2 separate regions of the Macaca mulatta genome follow, and region 1 is linked to region 2. A link is a contact called in public Hi-C data. All regions are on one chromosome and are shown on one strand. The core of a region is the stretch at or near the end of the contact, and the rest is flanking DNA. Distances in the headings are between cores, read along the strand shown. Region 1 holds the start of SEC14L1 (SEC14 like lipid binding 1). Region 2 overlaps LOC144335984 (a long non-coding RNA gene).

The links. Hi-C and Micro-C count contacts between places; a contact is called where the count stands out from the background.
Region 1: a Hi-C map of blood shows a contact between it and region 2, with 2.3 times the contacts expected there. The contact joins the promoter of SEC14L1 here to the enhancer-like site in region 2. A contact is called at or near these places in 4 of 14 Hi-C or Micro-C datasets (CD4 T cells, blood, cortical neurons and 1 more).

The regions. Positions count from the first base shown.
Region 1 is chr16:86,872,964-86,879,788 of T2T-MMU8v2.0, reverse strand. It overlaps SEC14L1 (SEC14 like lipid binding 1), which reads right to left and starts at 3,981. Exons shown (of 17, transcript NM_001258116.1): 1 at 3,881-3,981; 2 at 2,291-2,395; 3 at 1,389-1,481. The coding sequence starts at 1,451.
Region 2 is chr16:86,827,791-86,834,418 of T2T-MMU8v2.0, reverse strand. LOC144335984 (a long non-coding RNA gene) reads right to left here. Exons shown (of 4, transcript XR_013407336.1): 3 at 2,266-2,325. Among named protein-coding and RNA genes, the nearest start is that of SEC14L1, 45 kb to the left of the region's middle. Within about 2 kb of position 2,243, at least 16 of the 40 cell types and tissues checked have an H3K27ac peak or open chromatin away from gene starts, as enhancers often do. A contact at or near this core is called in blood, where this site is marked.

The DNA.
Region 1 (6,825 bases), core at 2,732-5,231, 44 kb before region 2:
ATTGCACTCCAACCTGGGCGACAAGAGCAAACTCCGTCTCAAAAATAAAAATAAAAATAGGCCAGGAGCGGTGGCTCACGCTGGTAATCCCAGCACTCTGGGAGACTAAGGTGGGTGGATCACCTGAGGTCAGGAGTTCGAGACCAGCCTCACCAACAGGGAGAAACCCCATCTCTACTAAAAATACAAAAATTAGGTGGGCATGGTAGTGCAGGCCTGTAATCCCAGCTACTTGAGTGGCTGAGGCAGGAGAATGGCTTGAACCCAGGAGGCAGAGGTTGCAGTGAGCTGAGATCACGCCATCGCACTTCAGTCTGGGTGACAGAGCCAGACGCCGTCTCAAAAGAATAAATAAATAAAAATAAATTTTAAAACAAACCCTCTCATGTAAATTGTTCCTATAAGAGGACTTTTTGTTTTTCAAAACTATTGATCTAGATAAATCCCACAAACATACACTGAGCAGAAGCAGCCAGCTGCTAAAACACCTGTGTTTCTATTTATAGAAGGAACAGAAACAGGTAACAGTCCCCTGTGTGTTAGGAGTCAAAACAGTGGCTCACTTGAACCAGGGCGGACTTCTTCCTGGGTCGCCTACGTTCTGGTTCCTGACTTCCTGACCTTGGTGCCAGTATCCCAGGTGCGCTGAGTGTGACACACGTGTTTTCATCAGGTGTGTGCTCACGAAAGACACATTCTCCTGCCTGTATCATATTTTCTGGTATGTATATCTTAATAATAACACAAAAGAGAAAGGAAAAGAAGGAATACCCTACAGTAATCTAAAAATAACTGGAAAAGGTTTGCTTTGCATCTAGTAATATGCTTATTTTCAGTCAAATTCTTCAGGTAAATAACAAAGAAAATTAAGACTTTACCCCATGTGTGGAATTCTAACTGAACTCATGGATTTGATACTGGGGGAAAAACTCATTCAGCTGAGTCATTTGAATCAGGTGAGTAAAACTCCATCGCACAGTGCTCAGTTCTAACACTACCTAAAGTGAATTCACCCACAGGCAGAGCACTCTTCCACGTGAGCAGCAGAGACCACACTCCACATCCCTTTGCTGCTCTAACAAAGAAAAAAAAGAGCACAATCCCGAAGAAGAAGTGCTTAGAATCCCACTTCCGTGTGTTCAAAGGGAGAATTAACTTCAATTCATACATTACCCTGAAGTGCATTTTTTTAACGCGCAGATTTTTATTTTCAGAGGCTTACGTTTTAAACACATTTTACACACTCTCGATACAGTTCATAAGCATAAAAACAGAATAAGTACAAGTGACGCCATGGAAACAAACAATAAATCTATAGATCATCAAATTCTAACACCGTATTTTATAAATAAGAAGCCAAAGAGTAAATTGAAATGTCAAGTACTTACAGCCATAATTAATTCAAAGGGGTATTTGTACACCCTCACTGGCGACTGGTATTTCTGCACCATGATTGAAATACAACAGCAATCCTCTCACACCTGCAAAACATAAATATATGTGATAAACAACCACAGAGCAGAAACAAATTATTAGTAAGTTTGCACTGACACATCATACCACATTCTAACGACAGAAAGAGACCACAATAGGTCATAATTCTATGCACATGAAAATGAAAAGATGATATTTAAATACACAAGGGCAGGGGGAGGTAATTAAACAATAAGAAAAAGCGAACAAAGTGCAATGAGGCAAACAGTACTGGTGTGAGAGGGGCTCCAATCCCCTCATCGACTTACTGGGATTCGGCATTCATTACATGACCTGACCTGAGTCCTTTCCAGCAATGAACTGTTATGATTCTATTATTCTAATAACCAACATAATTAGTGCTTGGATCATTTTCTCTTAAACAACTTCTACCAGAAGCCAAATAAAAATGATCTCGTGTTAAGATATTACCTCTGGGAAAACAGAAATAAAACTGGAAAAAAATACTACTGTATCTCAAATTATGGTATACTCCTCAAAAGCTAGCTTCAAAGGAAAAGTGTCAATTCCTATTTTCTAACTGTGTACACTACAGCTTTGGCGACCTGTCTTCAAGTGGCAGAGATGCCAAGTACTCTGGCTAAAGAGGCTCCACTGAAATCTCTAGCCTCAAATAGCTACTATCTGTAAGGAATCGGTTAAATGTTCACACCTAATTCACAGTAGGGGAGCCATCCTTACGGGCACAATCATTCTCTAGCGTCAGCCTACATAGTTTGCTCTAAGAACACACTTGGACTTGCCAGTCCTCTGTCTCCTCTATTTAAAGTGAGAAAGAAAAATCGAATGAGCCTACCTGTCTTGTTGAGGATAATCATTAAGAATGGTATTTTCCGCTGAACATGGTGAGAGGATATTCAAACGTATAAAACTGAATATTCTCAAGGAGCCCAAAGTCTAGCTGTTAAAAAAAAAAAAAAGACAGATTACAAAGATATATTTTATTTCAGAAATTTCCAAGATTCCTTCTTTTTTTTTTTTTTTTTTTTTGGAGACAGGGTCTCTCTCTGCTGCCCAAGAGTGGCACAATCTCCGCTCATTGCAGCCTCCACCTCCTGCGCTCAAGTGATCCTCCAGCCTCAGCCTCCCAAGTAGCTGGGACCACAGGAACGCACCACCATATACTTTCTTTTGTAGAGGGTTTCCCCATGTTGCCCAGGCTGGTCTCAAACTCCTGGGCTCAAGGGATCTGCCCACTTCAGCGTCCCAAAGTGCTACGACTATAGTCATGAGCCACCGCGCCGGTATCAAATTCCTATGTATACCACTACGTTTAAACAGTTTTGGAACTTTCTCTGGTATGTCTGGCATACCTCTCAGAGGAGGAGGTCATGGTGGAAACCACCACCATCTGACAGTGTGAAAACGGCTAAGGAATAACTCTGGGTGACTACGAGTAAGCCATTTGCCTTCCCTAGGACTCAGTTTCATCTCTGTAACATGAGGTTTTCGGGAAGATGATCTTGAAAGACTTCCACCTCTAAAATCATGAGAATCAGAGCCAAACTCCCAAGTTCTCCAAACTCGACTTGAAGCTTTCCTAATATTGATCTTGACTGCGAGACTGACACATCCTGATGTGCTGGGACCACGTTCTTTTTACTGCTGCAAACCTTACAGTGTTGGTGCACAGTGGGAATCCAATCATCTTTTAAAAATTTTATTGGGAAAATTAATTTTAGGGTTATCTCCCAGATAAGAGGACGATCACCGGGTACAAACAAGAGTGGGGGGAGGAAGCAAAAAAGGGTAATGCTCGTTTAAGAAACTATAACATCCATTCAGGATTCCACCGCCTGGTAGAACTGGCTACACTAACTTAAGAACCTGCTAATTCACGAGCTTGTGAACCACAGCCAGGTCCCAGCTGCCGATGCTCTGGTCCAGATAAACGCCCTACGCGGGCATCCGGAGTGACAACGACCAAGTGGCATCCAGGACCCGGGCGGTTTCTATTGCATGACAATCGCTGTTTAAACAGGAGCCAATGGCCAGACCCACTGAACGCATCCCGAGCAGGCTCGAGGGGCGGCCAGCGCCCGGGGCCGCTTAGCAGGGGTCCCGCGCGGCTGCGCCCCACCGGGCCAAAGCCCCGGCCGAGGGGAGAGCGGGGCGGGCACTGGCTCCGGACCCGAAACTCCGCTCTCAGCAAAAAGCGGCTCCCGGGAGCTGGAAGCCTCGCGGGGTGGGGGCGGGGGCGAGGGGCGAGCAGGGGGGCGGGGGCACAGCCCGTTTCGGGCGCCGAGGGCAGCCGGGGCCGGGGAGGGACGGGCGCAGCGGGCGGGCGGCCGGGAGTTCCGCTGGGCCCGTCCGAGAGGCGCCGGACTCCACGGAGACCGGGACCGGGGCAGGGGCGCACTCGGACCCGCCGCGACGACGAGCCTACCTCTTGTCAGAAAGGCCGGGCCTGGGACGCGGGGTGGCGAGGGACGCTCATACCGGCGGCTCCGCTGGGCAGTCGCGGTTCCACTGCTCGGCGGCCGCAGCTCGACCGCCGGTTCCGGGGAGGGGGCCGGGGAGGCGGGAGGGGGAAGGGGCGCGGCGAGGGCACTTGTGGTTGTTACGGGTGACGGGGTGGGCGGGGCCGGGCGCCGGTAGGGGCGCGCGTGCGCGGCCGCGACCGAGGGAGCGGGGGCGGGAGCGGGTGACGGTTGCTAAGGAAGGGGAGCGGGGGGGAGGGGGTGGTGACACCCTGGGTCCAAACTGCGCAGGCGCGAGCTCCAGACCCGCGGGCGTGGGAGGAGCTCGCAGAAGGCGCCGGCCCTGACGCACGGCCTGTTAGGCCCGAGGTCCTAGTGGACCGCCCAGTTTTGCGTCACGTGTTGGGGGGCGGGGCACGGGTGGGACTTCGCGAGTAGCGGGCGGAGGCTGAGTGAGGCCCCTGGGGACTGCCAGCATGCCTGAGAGGGGTTCCGCCGAGCGGGAAAAGGGAAGTCGGCGGGAGGTTAGAGCCACCGAGGCCCTCCCGCCTGGCTGCTGCTCTGAGGCCTGCCTCTGGTCGGTCGCCCTGGCGGCTGCCCCCGTTCTTCCTCATTTCTTGTTGACTGTTCACGAGCACCAGCCTCCTCGCGCGCAGTGCCCCGACCGCATTCTCGGCGACTAATGGGGAGGAGGCGGACGCCGGTGCTGCGCGGCCCAGGGCTCGGTAGGGCCCGGGTGGAGCCCAGCGGCATTCTTGTCAACACATCCAGACGGCTCTAGTGTCGGGCCGCGGGCTTGAAAATGAGACACGCGCCCAGGGTCTGCCCCTCGGAATCGAGGGGTCCTAGGTGGGGTTGCTAAGGACCTCGCGAATTTCAGCAGGAGAGCACAGTCCAGCTCCAATTTTCAATCGGGTACACTGAGACATTTTGGGGTCCTTAAGAGGAGCTCATGACCAGAAAGGGGCACCTCGTATGTCCACCCACACAGCAAAGCTGGTTTTATAACCAACATGCAATTTCACCGTCAATGTCACTGTTGTTCCGTTCACATTAGTCACCCTGGGTGGCTGTACATTTCATGCTGCCATTGGACAGAACGTTTTTGGGCCTGTTTAGGAATTTCCATCAAAGCCAATTTACCAGACACACAAGCAAATCATTCATGGCCTCATCACCCCTTGTGTTCCACGTTAAACCATCATCTTCCAGCTTGGTCACCCACATTATTCACTACACTCAGTCTGACTGGCTTTTGCCTGTTTGTGGAAATCACATCCACCTTCAAAAGATGCTTTAAGGCTGGGCGTGGTGGCTCATGCCAGTAATCCCAGCACTTTAGGAGGCCAAGGCAGGTGGATCACCTGAGGTCAGGAGTTTGAGACCATCCTGGTCAACATGGTGAGACCTCCTCTCCACTAAAAATACAAAAAGGAGCCGGGAGTGGTGCCAGACGCCTGTAATCCCAGCTACTCAGGAGGCCGAGGCAGGAGAATTACTTGAACCTGGGAGGTGGAGGTTGCAGTGAGCTGAGATCACGCCACTGCACTCCAGCCTGGGCAACAGAGCAAGACTCTGTGTCAAAAAAAAAAAAAAAAAAATTTGACCTGACCTGATGAACTTCTAGATGTAACCACCAATTTACAGGAAGTACAGAATAGAGGAACATGCTAAATGACACCATGAAAAACAACTGGCAAAGTACAGACTGTGGGAAACAGTACAAGACAAATATATTCTTTATCAAATTCCAAAGGAAAAAAAGAGGGGAAGGGTCAATCTACAGATTAAAAGAGACTGGCAAATTTGTTGAGCCATACATTCATTTATGATTTGCAAGCTTTTATATGTGTATTATACTTCAATTAAACATTTTGAAGAAAAAGCAGACTTGAGACATCAACCAATCGCAAAAAACTTTATTTCCTTTTTTTTTTTTTTTTTTTTGAAACGGTCTCACTCTGTCCACCAGGCTTGAGGGCAGTGGTGCGATCTTGGCTCACTGAAACCCTCCGCCTCCTGGGTTCAAGTTATTCTCCTGCCTCAGCCTCCCGAGTAGCTGGGATTACAGGCGAGTGCCCAGCTAATTTTTGTATTTCCTTTTTTTTTTTTTTTTTTTTTGAGACGGAGTCTCGCTGTGTCGCCCAGGCTGGAGTGCAGTGGCCGGATCTCAGCTCACTGCAAGCTCTGCCTCCCGGGTTTTTACGCCATTCTCCTGCCTCAGCCTCCCGAGTAGCCGGGACTACAGGCGCCCGCCACCTCGCCCAGCTAGTTTTTTGTATTTTTTAGTAGAGACGGGGTTTCACCGTGTTAGCCAGGATGGTCTCGAACTCCTGACCTCGTGATCCGCCTGTCTCGGCCTCCCAAAGTGCTGGGATTACAGGCTTGAGCCACCGCGCCCGGCCAATTTTTGTATTTTCAGTAGAGATGGGCTTCACCATGTTGGTCAAGCCGGTCTCAAACTCCTGACCTCGTGATCTGCCGGCCTCGGCCTCCCAAAGTGCTGGTATTACAGGTGTGAGCCACAGCGCCCAGCCCGCCAACCTCCTACTTGTCTGGGGACTAAATTGCCTTTGTAGAACTAACTTTAGCCACAAGATTAGAAATTATGGTTTAGGAGTCATGCAGCTGGAGGCTACAAGATTCTGACCCTCCCTAAACTGCTCCTAAGATCAGTGCTTGAGACATTTTGCAGATCCTGCACTTGATGGCTCAGCTGGCACCACCCAGATCAACAAACTGGCTCATCTGATCTTGTGACCACCCACCCAGGAACTGACTCAGCACAAGAAGACAGCTTTGACTCCCTATGATTTCATCACTGACCAATCAGCACTCCTGGCTCACTGGCTTCCCCCCACCCACCAAGTTGTCCTTAAAAACTCTGCTCCCTGAATGTTCGGGGAGACTG
Region 2 (6,628 bases), core at 994-3,493:
GTTACTCACCCACCCAGCTGCCTGTCAGAACCATCAGTCGGTGACTCTAGATTTGGTCTAACCACAACAATCCAGCGCTTACATTTTCCTATAAAATATCCCTACCTAAACATGAACTTAGGAATTGGACTACTACAGACTGACCCCGACACACAATATTGTAACAAAATTTTAATGCAACTGTCTGAAAAGTCTTCTCTCACTTATCTAAGAAAAAAATCGGAATGGATAAATTAACTTGATCGACCTTACGGAAAGTTACGCTGAGAAGCCACCAGGAAATGTGGCAAGAATTTAGCAGGAGGTTCAGAGAAAGAAAGCCCAGTGAAAGAAAAAGCAAGCCAGGCTGGGCGCCGAGGCTCACGCCTGTAATCCCAGCACTTTGGGAGGCCAAGGTGGGTGGATCGCTTGAGGTCAGGAGTTCAAGACCAGCCTGACTAACAAGGTGAAACCATGCCTCTACTAAAAATACAAAAATTAGCCGGGCATGGTGGCGGGCGCCTGTAGTCCCAGCTACTCCAGAGGCTGAGGCAGTAGATTTGCTTGAACCCAGGAAGCAGAGGTTTCAATGCGCCGAGATCGCGCCACTGCAATCCAGACTGGGCAACAGAGTGAGACTCTGTCTCAAAAAAAAGAAAAAAAAAAAAGAAAGAAAGAAAGAAAAAAAGGCCGGACACGGTGGCTCACATCTGTAATCCTATCACTTTGGGAAGCCAAGACAGGCAGATCACGAGGTCAGGAGATCGAGACCATCCTGGCTAACACGGTGAAACCCTCTCTCTACTAAAAACATAAAAAATTAGCCGGGCGAGGTGGCGGCGCCTGTAGTCCCAGCTAATCGGGAGGCTGAGGCAGGAGAATGGCGTGAACCCGGGAGGCAGAACCTGCAGTGAGCCGAAATCGCGCCACTGCTCTCCAGCCTGGGCGACACAGCGAGACTCCGTCTCAAAAAATAAATAAATAAGTAAATAAGTAAAAGAAAAAGTCAGCCAAGGAAGGGGAAATTAAGAGGGACAACAATACAGAGTGCGCACGGCAGTGCGAGGCGGAGGGCAGCTTTTGCGCATGCGCACTAACACCGCATTGCACAGAGGACCATAGTGCTCGGAGGGTGCGGAAGGGGACGCAGAGGAAGGTCAGGCAGAGCTCAGTCCACATCTACCAGGAAGGAAGTCAACAGGCGAGGACCCAGATGAGTCAAAGAGAAGCAGCGCAGCACGCCCGCTCCTCGGAAGCAAACCCGGGCAAGCTGAAGGAATGGAAAATGGCTCCCGCTGGGAGTGCCAGAGCAGGGAAGTTTAGCCTAGTGTTAGAAGCCTTTTAGTTCCATGAATTTTTTTCAACTAATGCACATATTACTTTGGGAAAAAAAATTTTTTTAAACAAAAAGAAATGTTTTTGTTGTAATGTTGGGGCATGCTAAAAAAAAAAAAAAGAAAAGAAATGCGTGAAGCCTTTATTTCATTTTGATCTGTTAATACCTCCTTTTGCTCTTCCCCGTTAACTTTCAAAGGGGTTAAGTATCTCGGAACAAAAGAACAAAGACAGTACATTAGTGAAGAAGACTCATGCGCCTTAGGATTTTTTTGTTATTGTTTGAGAGTCTCTCTCTCACCCAGGCTGGAGTGCAGTGGGGTGATCTCGGCTCACCGCAACCTCCACCTCCTGGGTTCAAGTGATTCTCCTGCCTCAGCTTCCCGAGTAGCTGGGATTACAGGCATGCGCCACCATGCCTGGCTAATTTTTGTATTTTTAGTAGAGACGAGGTTTCACCATGTTGGCCAGGCTCGTCTCCAATTCCTGACCTCAAAGTGATCCACCTGCCTTGGCCTCCCAAAGTGCCGGGATTACAGGTGTGGGCTCGACCATGCCTTTGGATTTTAGGGGCTTCGAGATGTGCCTTAGGATTTATGGGGGTCTTTGCCCATAACTCATCCTGATAGAAGATGACAACTGAGCAAAGTTTTCAAACAGGCTCATGTCAGACATTTGACTTTCAGAAATCTACTCAATGGGGCCAGTCACGCACAGAGGGTGAAATGTGGCTTACAGAGCCTAGCGTGGGAGTTGACACTAAAACCCAAGTCTTGGTTTTGTTAAAAGGGATTTGTCATTCAAAGAAAGTGGAAGTCTTATTTTAATTCACTAAAATAATCTAAATGTTTTGCTGCTGGGGCTATAGTTCTAACGTGGCATTGCATAACCACTGTTACATAACCCTCCACAGCTGACAGTCTCTGAACATGTGACCTTCCAATGACTTACATGGAGCTCCTCTCATTGCAATAAAAAGAACTTGGTTTTGGCTGTAGCTGCATAATTGATCTGAAAAAAAAAAAATCACAACAAATAATTATTTCAAATACATTCATTACATGTAACCACATCAAACCCAAACAGGCTTCTATGAGAATGTAGTTTTTGTGGTCTTGTTGCTAGCAATTTAAATACTGATGTAAATGAAACACACATATCTATGTTGAAAAAGCAAGTAAGTCCAGGGTTCCCACCCTTAAGGAGTTAGTGTAGAGGCAGCATTCAGGGAAGCTAGGGCACAGGCAAGGAAACAATTCCAAAATGAGGGGGTGAGCTCTGTGAATGAGGTGGGCACTAGGAGAAGACAGATCCAGGGCTAAGGTCCTTGTCACAGAGAAAGACAGTCTCCAGCTTCATCACTGCAGTGAAGGGCATGCGATCTTTACGTGAACAAAGTCTATCCCAGAACACTTCCAAATATTGCAAGACATGTGGCTCAACATGAGCCAAAAAGACAGTGTCCCCATGCATAGAACTGGGATCCTCTCAATGGGCCAATGTGTAGGAACAGGAAATACTTTTTTTTTTTTTGAGATAGTTTCACTTTGTCGCCCAGGTTGAAGTCCAGTGGCACGACGGCTCACTGCAACCTCTGCCTCCTGGGTTCACGCAATTCTCGTGCCTCAGCCTCCTGAGTAGCTGGGATTACAAGTATGCACCACCATGCCTGACTAATTTTTGTATATATATTTTTTTGAGACGGAGTCTCTCTCTGTCGCCCAGGCTGGAGTACAGTGGCACGATCTTGGCTCACTGCAACCTCTGCCTCCTGGGTTCACACCATTCTTCTGCCTCAGCCTCCCGAGTAGCTGGGACTACAGGCACCTGCCACCACACCCGGCTAATTTTTTCTACTTTTTTTTTTAGTAGAGATGGGTTTCACCATGTTAGCCAGGTTGGTCTCGATCTCCTGACCTCGTGATCCGCCTGCCTTGGCCTCCCAAAGTGCTGGGATTACAGGTGTGAGCCATCACACCCAGCCTAATTTTTTTAATTTTTAGTAGAGATGGAGTTTTGCCATGTTGGCCAGGCTGGTGTCGAACTCCTGACCTCAGATGATCCATCTGCTTTGGCCTCCCAAAGTGCTGGGATTACAGACATGAGCCACTGCACCCAGCCTAGAACAGGAAATACTTCTGACATAAACTGCTATTGTGGGGGAAATGGTTCCTAAAAGACATGAGTAGAATATGGAAGCTATGGACAGTATTCAGAGAAAAGGCTGAAGTCCCACATTTTCCTCCATGTGAGGCCCCATGAAATCTGGCCTCAGTTCCCCCGCCCTCTCATCAACCCTTTTTGCTTGTGTGCCACGGCACTGGCTGCCTCCTCTGCTTAGGGTACTTTTCCTGGCCATCATGTGACTTACTCTCACTGAAGGATTTGGTTAAAGGCCACCTACACCCATCTAAAGTTGCAAACCCCACCACCTATTCCTCTGTAGCGGTGGGGTTGCTCTTTCTCTTCATAGCACTCATCTGTTATTCTGCATATTCTAATGACCTGTTTCCAGTCTCCACTATCCTGGGATGTAAGTTCTCTGAGAGGAGGGAGTATGTTTTGCTTCTGGCTGTATTTTAACATATCCAGCAGTACTTTTCAATTAAAACCATCAAAAAGCTGTTCACCAGGCTAATAAACCAGAGAACATACAGTACTCTATTGAAGATTACACTTTCAGAATGGTCATTCTCCCCACTCCCCGCCCCTGCCCAGCAAGTCCACTTTCCCACTGGCTAACAATTAGCACTCTTAACTGTGCTGGCTTATGTGCAGACTTTTTTTGGTCTTGATAGGTACCCGTCAATTTCAAGTATAAGCAATGTTCATGCCGGAGACACTTCTAAACCCTTAACGCACACTGTCTGGGATTTCAAATACTGGTACATGTTACACTGGATTCATTACAAAGAAAATCTTTCCCGATGTTCCCACCAGCTGGCACTGGGAATACACTGGAATGGATAAATGTATTAGAACACACTCTTATCTCTACATGCGGTGGCTGTGCTTGGTTCACGACACGATAAATGCTTCCCAGGAAAATGCTTATCTTATCACAAATCAAGACACCCGGACTGATTCCACTGGGACACCTGGACAGATTCCTAAGAGCCCAGCCCTGCAGATGAATCTTCTGCATAAGATTTTCAGTGAAAGTCTTGGCTAAATTATACAAATCAAAACAAAACAAAAAAACCTCAAAACCCAAACTCTGTACCAAGTTACAAAGAGAACACAGTCTGGTGTAGGATTACATCCTCTAGTGGACGAAGAGAGAAATTAAAAATCTTGACTTGCTGTAACTATTCTTTAGTTCAATTTCTATACCTTTTCTGATACAGGGCTTGTGTCCCACAGTGACTTTTTTTTTTTTTTTTTTTTTTTGAGATGGAGTCTCGCTCTATCACCTAGGCTGGAGCGTAGTGGCACTATCTTGGCTCACTGCAACCTCTGCCTCCCAGGTTCAAGCGATTCTCCTGCCTTAGCCTCCCGAGTAGCTGGGATTATAGGCACACACCATCACGACCGGCTAATTTTTGTATTTTCAGTAGAGACAGGGTTTCATCATGTTGGCCAGGCCGGTCTCAAATTCTTGACCTCAGGTGACCCGCCTGCCTTGGCCCAAAGTGCTGAGATTACAGGTGTGAGCCACCGCGCCTGGCATCACAGTGATTTTTAACCTTAAATACAACTTCTTAAACACATATTTAATTATCCATTGCCAACACTGAAAGCACCATCTGTAGATAGGCACGGTGGCTCATGCCTGTAATCCCAACACTTTGGGAGGCTGAAGTAGGAGGATCACCTGAGCCCAGGGGTTCAAGACCAGTCTGGGTAACACAGTGAGACCTCGTCTCTATTTGAAAAAAAAAAAAATACTCACTGCAAGCAGCTGGAACTGAATGACAACAGGAAGCAACCAGGGCCAGGGAATGTTCCCAACAGCCACATAAAACCTTCCTAGGCCTCCACCCATGGAGTCTAGACCTCCCTGCCATCACCCAAAAAGATGTTCAGCATGCCAGTCACTCGCGTCCATTACTGTGAAGGCTATTAATTTTTTTTTTTTTTGAGACAGGGTATTGGTCTGTTTTCTACGCTGGAGTACAGTGGTGCGACCCTTGGCTCACCAAAACCTCCTTCTGGGTTCAACTGATTCTCATGCCTCAGCCTCCCGAGCAGCTGGGATTACAGGTGCCCGCAACGACACCCGGTCGATTTTTGTATTTTTAGTACAGATGGGGTTTCACCATGTTGGTTAGGCTGGTCTCGAACTCCTGACTGCCCGCCTCGGCCTCCTAAAGTGTTGGGATTACAGGTGCGAGCCAGCATGCCCAGTCAATGAAGGCTATTTATTGTCTTGGGGTCTAGTGACAGAGAAAAGGCGAGCAGGTTCATTGTTAAGGAGCCACTTTTAGGCAGTGTTTTTGAAGACACTTCAAGCAGAGACAAGGCGGCACCCGGAAGGTGGAGGATTCCTGGGAAGGTGCAGCCTCAGCTCCTGTCACTGCCTCGGGACACTCACTCATCCTGTCCTGATTTCCCCGTTACTGACAGACTTCCACCTTAAGAGGTCGCAGACCAACAATGTCCTCCTGGGGACTCAGGCACCCTCCTTGGGGTGATAATGAGGAAAGCTCTCCTAAGTATCAACAGCTCTGTCCATTTTCCACACTATAAATAAGATGTTACTGCTCAGGGGGGGCCTAGGATCTAATTCTTCCAATCAAACTCCCAAACCAAGATTGAACCAACTCCTTGAGGAACTGTGCACATGGGCAGCAGCTGCTTGCAGAGACTCATATTCCAAAGACAGACAAGGCAACCCCAGTCCCTGTGGGGAAGCCGGCCTTCTGCATACAGGAAAGACACCACACAGAAGAATGAGTCAGTAACTGGGCATCAAAGTGGTTTATTCCAGAAATGTATATATCACATCTTAACACAATGTATTACTTTGGGAAATACATTTCCTTCCTCTAAAGACAAGCATGCAGGGGAGAACATAGGTAACTGTTCATTGCGGGGTATACACAACTGTTCATTGCAGGGTATATACTCTTGTGAGTGGCCCAAATCATGAAAACAAGGAGGTAAAAAAACATCGGCCGGGCACGGTGGCTCACGCCTGTAATCCCAGCACTCTGGGAGGCCGAGGCAGGCGGATCATGAGGTCAGGAGATCTAGACCATCCTGGCCAACACGGTGAAACCCTGTCTCTACTAAAAGTACAAAAAATTAGTCAGGCGTGGTGGTGGGCACCTGTAGTCCCAGCTACTCGGGAGGCTGAGGCAGGAGAATGGTG